Linked DNA regions of Zea mays: region 2 is linked to region 1. The links are chromatin contacts, called in public Hi-C maps. All regions are on one chromosome and are shown on one strand. The core of a region is the stretch at or near the end of the contact, and the rest is flanking DNA. Distances in the headings are between cores, read along the strand shown. Region 1 holds the start of LOC103634720 (NAC transcription factor NAM-B2). Region 2 holds the start of LOC606433 (NAC domain-containing protein 100).

Region 1 (4,649 bases), core at 303-2,802:
CGCTTTACTTAGTTTATTTCTTGACCGATGGGTGGATGCTGGGTTAGGTAATGTACGCACGCACGCATATTGTTGTGGAGTATGAGTGGAAGAAAACCTCTTGTGCAGACGATCTTCAACGAATTATGTTATGAAGATTTGTTAAGTCATCCCACATTCTAGCTAGAACGTGTGATTATATCAAGTCCGTTTTGAGACCAAGTGATGATGCTCTTTCCAGTGGTAATGACCGATCGAGCTATTCTTGACGGTTTTAAACCGTCAAGAAAATAATTTGTAGAAGTTTTTTTTTTCTATCGATCCATTCCATTTTCGTTTTCGTTTTCTAGAGCCAACAAGGGAGAGATCTCCGTCGTCTCCATGTGATTGTGGTTGCTACACGGTGATAGTCTCATATGTGATGAGTAGAGGGTAGCTAGGTCCGATCCGTGCATGCATATGCTTTTGTTTCGATGTTTACATTGGCGCATTCAGAATAGATAGATAGTTTTTTGGTTGTTTATTGCATCAGAATAAATAGTGGTATTTGAGGATGCAGCTGTGTACACGGGCGGAGAAAAAGAGCGCGAGTGAACTAGCTTGTAGCTGTAACAATAATATGACGACCAAAGCACGAGCAGGAGTGAACGTGCAAGAGATGGACGCGTACGTTGCATTTTATTGCATTACATCTCGACAGGTGCAAACCAAATTTCCGTGTAATCTTTTTATAAACCAACTAACAAAAATAAAAAAAATGAAAAAAATATAGATGTACTTCATTGCTTACTCTACCACGATATAAAATTTTGAAATTTAAGTTCATCATATGCAGGTTAAGGGATATATAAAAAAAGAAAACTCTGATATATATCTCAGAATTTATATATATATATATATATCTTGACATATGATAAATTTAAACTTGAAATTTTATACAGTGGTAGAGAGTAGGCAATTAAGTATATCTAATTTTTTTTGTAAATTTTGTTAGTTGATTTACACAGAAACTTAGGGTGTGTTTTTAGTTTGAGGAATGAAGTGGTTCATCTTTTTCTTATTCCTTACTTTTTTATTTGGTTTGTGAAATATAATAAGTTGATCTATCATTATCTCATTACTTATAAGGTAATAATTAGTATATACATGGAAAGTTAGTTAATTGTACCAAAATTTATGAGATGAACTTATGATGTATCATCTCATAAATATGGTGTCGACTTCATAAAGCAAACACACCGTTAGTTTGCACCTCATTCATTGCCCTGGCGTCGGTATAGACGTACGTACGCTGGATCGATCGAATCAATGGACACGTGCACGCCCCATGCCCATGCACGCATATGAGTCATCGCTGCCGTCACGCGCACGTGCACGGCGCCACCGGCCGCCGGCATTTCCCTCCGACATCCGCCGTCCCCCGCCGCATCCAACGGCGGGGACACGAATGTCCGGCGCACCAGCGAGAGAAAAAAAACCCCCGCATCTGATGTGGCATTATGCTCTGCTGCGCTTGCTAGGTAGCTTGGTAGGTACGTACCTTGGTGTTTTCCTTGAGCAACCGCCTCTCCTCCTCCTCCCCTTCTTGCTAGTAGTATATAACATCCCCCGATCCCGTCCCTCGCAAAATTTCAGGCCTCTCGCCGCGCCATTTCCACCTTAAAACTGATCCCTTCGCTTGAATCTCCCTTCTTCTTAAAATAGATCGCGCGCGCATGATGACAGTCGACCTTGGCCTGCAGGCGGCGCCGCCGCCGTCGTCTTCCGGCGGCGTGCCGAGCAGTTGCACGGCGCTGCCGCCGGGGTTCCGGTTCCACCCCACGGACGAGGAGCTCATCGTCCACTACCTCCGCAAGCGCGCGGCCGCGGCGCCGTGCCCGGCCCCCGTCATCGCCGAGGTCGACATCTACAAGTTCGACCCATGGGACCTGCCAGGTTAGCTAGGCATCCATCGGTCGTCGTCGTCGATCGAGCTTCATGCATGCATGCATGTCGCCGCCATCATAATAAGTTCGCCGCGCGCGCACGCACGCACGCACGCATCATGCTTTATTGCTTGCTCGACGACGACGACCATTCATCCCGTTTCTGCCACGCATGCATGCAGCCAAGGCGGTTTTCGGGGAGGCGGAGTGGTACTTCTTCAGCCCGAGGGACCGCAAGTACCCCAACGGCGTGCGCCCCAACCGCGCCGCCGGGTCAGGCTACTGGAAGGCCACCGGCACCGACAAGCCCATCACGCTCTCCTCCTCCTCCTCCTCCTCCGCCGCCGCCGCCGCCGGCATGATCGGCGTGAAGAAGGCGCTCGTCTTCTACAGGGGGCGGCCGCCCAAGGGCGTCAAGACGAGCTGGATCATGCACGAGTACCGCCTCGCCGAGGCGCTCCACGCCGTCGTCAACGCCTACAGACCCACGCGGTTCAAGAACAACGCCTCGTCGTCCATGAGGGTACGCGCGCACGCCACTGCACCTCCACAGTCGTCGTCACTGCCTAGCTAGCTCGATCGTACTCGTAGCGTGGACTCCGAGAGATCCGAATCCGATCGACGATCCTTCAAATCTCCATGCACAAAACCAGTTTATCCAAAAACTAACGACTAGCTAGCTAGCTACAAACTGTATCCAAAGCTAACTATAAATTGCGAGAAGGAAGAAGAAAAAAACAAGAACAGAACAGAAAAACACTTCGTGCATATGCGCGTGTCTGTCTTCTTGCTTTTGGTTTTAGATCTGGCGTACGTAATTACTCGATTAGTTTTGAGTTTTGAGAGGAGGACAGCCGTGCAAAATTGATTCTGTCTTTATTATATGGTTGATGACGATAGGAGAGCTAGCCTGCACCCGCATATAACTAGGAATCTTTTTTTTTCTTTTTTTCCCTGTTACTTTTGAAAGTTTTCTTCCTCCTGTTGCTTGTGTGTGGATGCCAGTTTAAGCAAGTTCCCGGGGTCAATGAACCACTGCGTTTCTTTAACCCCTTCTCTCCTTGATAGAGAGAGACGTCAACTCGCTCGGCTCGACCGAGATATACACAGCGACCAGATTAACTGATCCATCCCAATTCCCATCCGTGTGCCAATTATTGGCGTGTTGATCGCGCGCACTGGTCACTTTCGCTCCCGAGCTAATTAGCTTCCAGTCAATGACACGTGTTCGGCGTACGTCACGAGATCGAAAGCTAGCTAGCTCGAGCCATCACTGACACCTACTGTTGGTCGACAACACCCGCAGCTGGACGACTGGGTGCTGTGCAGGATCTACAAGAAGACCACCCCGCAGCTGGCGTACAGCATGTCGCCGCCGCCGCACGAGGAGGTGGAGGCGTCGTCGACGTCGTTCATGGACGGCGGCGGCGGCTTCGACCTCAGCCGCCTGCACCCGGCGGACGACTCCGCCTCCGTCTCCGCCGACGACGACATCATGGCGTTGGCGGCGGCGGCGGCCACGTCGTACTACGCCGCCCGGCCGCTGCCGCGCCCGGCGTCCATCTCGGACTACCTCCTCGACTACTCGGCCGTGTCCGAGCTGTTCGAGGCCACCCCGCTAACGGAGACGACGGCGCAGCCCGGGACGGCGACGGACGCAGCAGGCGGGTTCTACTACGACTTCGGTAACGGCGGCGGCGAGCCTGCTGCAGCCGCCTCCGTAGTAGCGCAGCAGCATCAGCTGAGCCCACTCAAGAGGCGGTCTTCCGTGGACGAGGATAACTGCAACGGTGGCATTACTGACATGCTGCACGCTTCGTCGTCGTCCAGCAGCAAGAGGGTGATGGGCGATCATCACTCATCGTCGTCGTCCATGGCTGCAAACAGCTCCGTGTTTGAGCCCGGACAGACTTCTTCTCATCAGCTGCACGACAGAATATGACGCAGCAGCATGCATGCATGGGTGGTCGCTCCCTCGCTGCTGATTATGCTAGGGCTAGCTAGGAAAGAATACCGCTGCTGATTATTAATTTCATTAGTATTCATGATTGATAAGGAAGGAATTCAACATTTATGGATTATTAGTATATATTATATATGTAGTTATAAATAATATATATACTTACCCAAGTTTATATTGTAACTGTGTAAAAATAGATTGATTAGAGCAAAAGGATATTTACAGTGACGATTTCACTGGCTATAGTTAGATCTGATTGTAGCTAGATGTAATGCACCTAGGTAGCTATAGGTTGTAACATGCATGTAAGAACACATTTGTTGAATAAGATCCCATAATATGTATAAAAATCTGTTTTCCATTATATATATGTGAGTAGATACATAGCACATATATATAAATGTCTAGATTATTATTATTATTATTATTATTATTATTATTATTATTATTATTATTATTATTTCTTATACGTAGGCACTGGGAAATCGACGGTCTAGGCCATGCGCGATTTCCAGCCTTCGAAGCAAACAGCCTGATCTTTAGGACATGTTTAAGAGCAAGGTAAATGATGGAGATTAGAGAGGCTAAAATATTCTTGTTATTCAAAATTAATATTAAAGAGGTTTTAGCCTCTTCGGACTGTGTCTCCATAGAGTATAGAAAATAGAGACGTGAAACTATAGATAACACTGTTTACATAGAAAAGTTTAAAATAAGATATAAGATAGAGGATCTGCTGCAGAAAATTAAGATTAAATCCTTTACTATTTAAAATTAAATAGAGA
Region 2 (5,004 bases), core at 1,304-3,803, 270 kb after region 1:
ATAGGTTTTGTGAACAAATTTATTTTTATTTTATCATATGAAGAAATGTTCAATATATAAATTGTACATCATGATGAGTTATACAAATTTGTAGTTGAAAACTTTTTCATTTGAATTAATTTACTACTTTAAAATGTGATTTTTAAATTGTCTTTGCTTAGTGTTGGAGAAAAAACACTCGGCAAAGAGCTCTTTGCCGAGTGTTGTATTTGTGACACTCGGCAAAGAGCTCTTTGCCGAGTGTCAAAAAAAGACACTCGGCAAAGAAACTCTTTGCCGAGTGTCAAAAATAAAACACTCGGCAAAGAGCTTCTTCGCCGAGTGTTTTCTTTTACCGAGGGTTTTTTGTGTGGCACTCGGCAAAGAGCTCTTTGCCGAGTGCCCGAAATAAAATACTCGGCAAAGAATATGGCACTCGGCAAAGAGGCAAATTCCGGTAGTGACCGGTTTATAGAAACTGAACTCCAAGTTTCTTAAAAACCAAGAAGCGACTCTTCTCTAGCTAAAACCAACTTTTATGTTTGTTTAATTACATCATGCCTTTGTTGGTTTCATAGAATTTACAACTATTGCCGCCGCTTTTTAAAATAGAGAAAGGGTATGCTAGTAATTATGTATCAAAAAGACTAGAAACTGTTTCCTTAGATTCTAAGTTCCAAACACCATAGCCCAACTCTTCTTTATAATTCAGTTTCTAGAAACACGGGATAGGAACCAGTGTACTTTCAAACAGGCCCTAATAATTAAGTCTAAGGTCTGGCATCGCTCGTGGTGGTTCTGGCTACAGTGACACTATATATGGATATAGAGAAGGGTTCGAGGATTTTCTGAACAAATTACGCATGACGAGTTTTTTTTTTAGACTGGTTCGATTTGGGTGGCCATTAATTCGTGTGGATTGGGATGACACCATGCATCTTTTGGATGTATTAAGAGAGATACGCTATATCCGATTGTTTTTTCATGCATTAAATTGTGGGACAATCTTAAAGCACCGGCGGAATCCTAGGACGACGGCGGCGCCAACAGATTGGCGGGAGTGGACTAGCTAGTACGTCACGATCAAGACTCATGCGTGCATGCATGGCATGTCTTCTTTGTTGCATCACAGGTGATGAGATATATGCATGCATGGCACCGTATGTACCCATGGTCCCCATGGACAAGCGCACGTTGCCGCCACTTTTCTAGGGAAAGCGCTAGCATGCCATGGCATGCCATGCCATGCCACTTCATGCACCCGGCGCGGACTACGGCACCACGTAGGCATACATGGCACATGCATGGACGTACTACTCTAGCTATCTGTATGTAGAGCACGCACAATGCGTGATAATTCGATAAGAGGATCATCACGCAGCTTGCTTGGCTAAATCAATTCCTTCGAAAGTAAGCAATAGAAAAGCAAAAAATATCCTCTGCAATTGCATATGCATGCATAAAATCAAGCAGCTGGCTCAGTAACGCGGGCTAAAAACTGACCATGGTTTCCAGGGGCTGGCGCGCCTGGTGGACGCACACTTGTCAGTCTCGGGCACCGAGAGCTATACGCACGGGTTCTGTGCGTGACAGTGTGAGCGCAGGCTACACACACATCATCGTATCGTGTCCAGAGCAGATAGATACATGAGGGTGTGTCTACATACATACACACAGCCAGCAGAGTCAGCCAGCACACCGCGCGCGTTCTCCATGCACCGGAAACGTACTGGGTCGAGCAGTGACGCTCTGGCGCCCGCAATGATCAGCAGTACCAGATCACGACGACCCCAGTCACCGGCCTGCTTGTCCCAGATGGATGCCTACGTACGTACGCGCGTCTACAGCGCAGCGCCTGCACCGCGTGCGAGACAGCGTGGACCCCGCGCCATCCGGCCTGTCGTCCGCAGACTTGGGTCACGAAGGGCTTGCAGGCGGGCGCATATAGCCGGCCGCTGACGCGCGCGCATGTCGACGAGAGGGACGACGCGCGCCAGCCGCAGCACAGCAGCCCTCCTGTTGCCGCCTCATGCAGATGAGGCGGCGACGGCCGGCCGGCCTGCGTGGGTGGATACGAGAGCGGCGTGCGGACGCGTACGTCCACAGGAATCGCAGGCAAACCGGAGGGAGGGTCTCAGTCTCACGCCGCGCGCAGGCAGATCGAGAGACGACATTCCAGAAGCCGGGCACCTGTCTGTCGCCAGCAGCGGCCGCGCGCGCGAGGACAAGCGCGGCACAGTTGGAAAGAACAAGCGTCCAATGGCCAGTAGAAACAGACGCCACCAGAAAAAGAGGAGGCTTCGGCGGAAAGTGGCTTGCGCGGACACGCTTCCCGCCTATTTAAGCCGCGCTCGCGCGCGCTGCGGCTGGCACAGTGCCTCTCGCTCACTGACTGACTGTAATACCAGAGATCGAACAACTTGGTCCTGCAGCTCAAGAAGAGAGTTTTTGTGCATGTATGTGTGCTTCGGTTGGGTTTTTCTTTCAGTACTGTCGTTGTCAGATTATATATTGAGATCCTTTTGTTTGCTTGATACTACGGTTGGTTTTGCTGCTGCTCTTCCTGGATCTCTGACTGACTGACTGACCTCAGTTGGGGGCCGGGGGCAAGAGAGAGAGAGAGAGCCATGGCGGCGGACCAGCAGCCGCAGCTGCAGGAGGAGATGAACGACGCTGCCGGCGGCGGCCTCAGGCTGCCTCCAGGGTTCCGCTTCCACCCGAGCGACTTCGAGATTGTCAGCTTCTACCTCACCAACAAGGTGCTCAACACGCGCTTCACCTGCACCGCCATCACGGAGGCCGACCTAAACAAGATTGAGCCATGGGACCTCCCTAGTACGTAACCAAAGCATCATTCTCGATCGCCTTGATATCCGTGCGTGCGTGCAGTGGATATATGCACGCTGCTATATATGCTGCCTATACCTGTCCTAGGCTAGTGATCGATCGAGATGTGGATTCAATTCAGTCGGTCGGTCGCATGCATGATGCAGGCAAGGCGAAGATGGGCGAGAAAGAGTGGTACTTCTTCTACCAGAAGGACCGCAAGTACCCGACGGGGCTGAGGGCGAACCGGGCCACCGAGGCCGGTTACTGGAAGGCGACGGGCAAGGACAAGGAGGTCTACAACGCCGCGGAAGGGGTGGCGGTACTGGTCGGCATGAAGAAGACGCTCGTCTTCTACAGGGGCAGGGCTCCCAGGGGTGACAAGACAAACTGGGTCATGCACGAGTACAGGCTCGAAGGCAGCGGCAGGCTCCCCGCCGGCCTCGCGTCCGCAACCGGCTCAGCCGCCGCCAACGCCGCGGCGGCCTTGAAAGCTTCTGCTTATAAGGTGCGTTGCGTGGCAGTAGCGGTAGTGTAACAGCACCGGCATGATGTGGATGTATCCATATTGATCTACATGTGCTTTATTTTGCTAATTACCCTAATCTGATTCCGCTCCTGGTTTGCAAAAACGAAATTCGGCGCAGCAGGATGAGTGGGTAGTGTGTCGTGTGTTCCACAAGACCACTGGGATCAAGAAGACCACTGCTGCACCGGCGTACCAGGTGGCCATGGCCGGCGCTGAGATGGATCAGAATCAGAACAACTTCCCGGGCATCCCCTTCCCCATGCCGATGCAATTTCCCATGCTGCCAGACTTCTCCTTGGACCCGGTGCCCCCCTACTACCCCAACGCCGCTGGCGCGGGGATGTCGATGCTTCCTATGGCAGCAGGTATAGGTGGTGGCGCCGGTGGGTTCCAGCTCAACGGCGCCGCCCTGTTCGGCAATCCGATGGCCGCGCCGCAGCCCATGAGCTTCTACCACCAGATGGGCGCGGCGGGGACAGCTTGCGCTGGCGGCTTCGATGTTTCTGCGCCGGAGAGTAGGCCGTCCTCGATGGTGTCGCAGAAGGACGACCAGGCTAATGGCGCTGAGATCTCGTCGATGATGTCCGTGGCCGGCCCAGGGCCTGCGACCACCACCACCATAGAGATGGATGGCGTGTGGAAGTACTGAAAACGTGGAGGGTGGAGGGCAAAGACATGAATTCGCATAAATTAAATATGCATGTAATATCTATATCTGCATTGCATTTTGTGAAATATGATGCATGCATGGTTTGTATATTCCGTAATAACCAGTAGTTGGTAAGCTATGTGTGTGTATGGATGTACTAGCTAGTACATGCACCGTATCATTGCATGTGTGGTATATGTCTCGTTTGGTGTTAGTAATCTGCTTGGTTGTGCTGATGACTGATGGTTGTAAGAAGCAGATTCGAGTTTGGTACAATATTATCGTGAACCTATATATTATATATATGTTAATTATAGTATGTTGTTTAATTATATGAACTTGATTGCCAAAATTAACGTTAAACTATACGTGTTTATATTATATATATGTTAATTATAGTATGTTGTTTGGTGTTAGTATTTGTTAAGGCTACTTTCCAAATGTGCATGTGATATATAGTTGTCACGCCTGCACACATCTGCGACTATATATTGGATATAAAAACAAATCCTACGACGATAGTTTAACCTTATATTCGCTTCATATCAATAATAGCTTGCAACACGGTTTTCTCGCTCCTCCCCCCCTCCCCGCACCCCAGTAAACCTGCAAATCTGTGTACTCCAGATATATACCATTGGCGCCTCATGAGGTAGGTTGTCCTCATCCACCAGGTGTAAGCATGCATGGACTACGGTTCTCGTGATTAGGGACTGCATATAAAGCGAACTTTAGAGGGACCGTTTCCCGGTAATTTAGGAGAAGGCGTAAGGGGGTGAGATTTGAAATAGTTTGTATTGGTGTTCGAAGAGGCTAGCGATGGTTTGTTGCTAGCGTTGTGTGGGGCCGTATGTGGTGGCTAGCTGCAAGCGGCCTTCTTGGCTAATGGATTGGAGGGCAATGTGAGGGGCCAATGGTGCAGGTTCATAGAAGCCACCAATTAAAGGGAATGCCAAAAATATTTCTAAAACTACTTCTATACTAAGGGTTAGTTTGGCAACCCCATTTTTCTAAGGATTTT

The links. Hi-C and Micro-C count contacts between places; a contact is called where the count stands out from the background.
Region 2: a contact with region 1 is called in a Hi-C map of leaf, with 2.7 times the contacts expected there. The contact joins the promoter of LOC606433 here to the promoter of LOC103634720 in region 1. A contact is called at or near these places in 8 of 25 Hi-C or Micro-C datasets (ear, endosperm, leaf and 3 more) and 1 of 3 datasets of contacts at active chromatin or transcription factors (leaf).

What each region holds. Positions count from the first base shown.
Region 1 is chr8:7,438,180-7,442,828 of Zm-B73-REFERENCE-NAM-5.0, forward strand. It overlaps LOC103634720 (NAC transcription factor NAM-B2), which reads left to right and starts at 1,553. Exons shown (of 3, transcript XM_008657306.4): 1 at 1,553-1,914; 2 at 2,087-2,427; 3 at 3,211-4,228. The coding sequence starts at 1,695. The coding sequence ends at 3,846.
Region 2 is chr8:7,707,445-7,712,448 of Zm-B73-REFERENCE-NAM-5.0, forward strand. It overlaps LOC606433 (NAC domain-containing protein 100), which reads left to right and starts at 2,554. Exons shown (of 3, transcript NM_001308499.1): 1 at 2,554-2,814; 2 at 2,973-3,313; 3 at 3,453-4,317. The coding sequence starts at 2,607. The coding sequence ends at 3,983.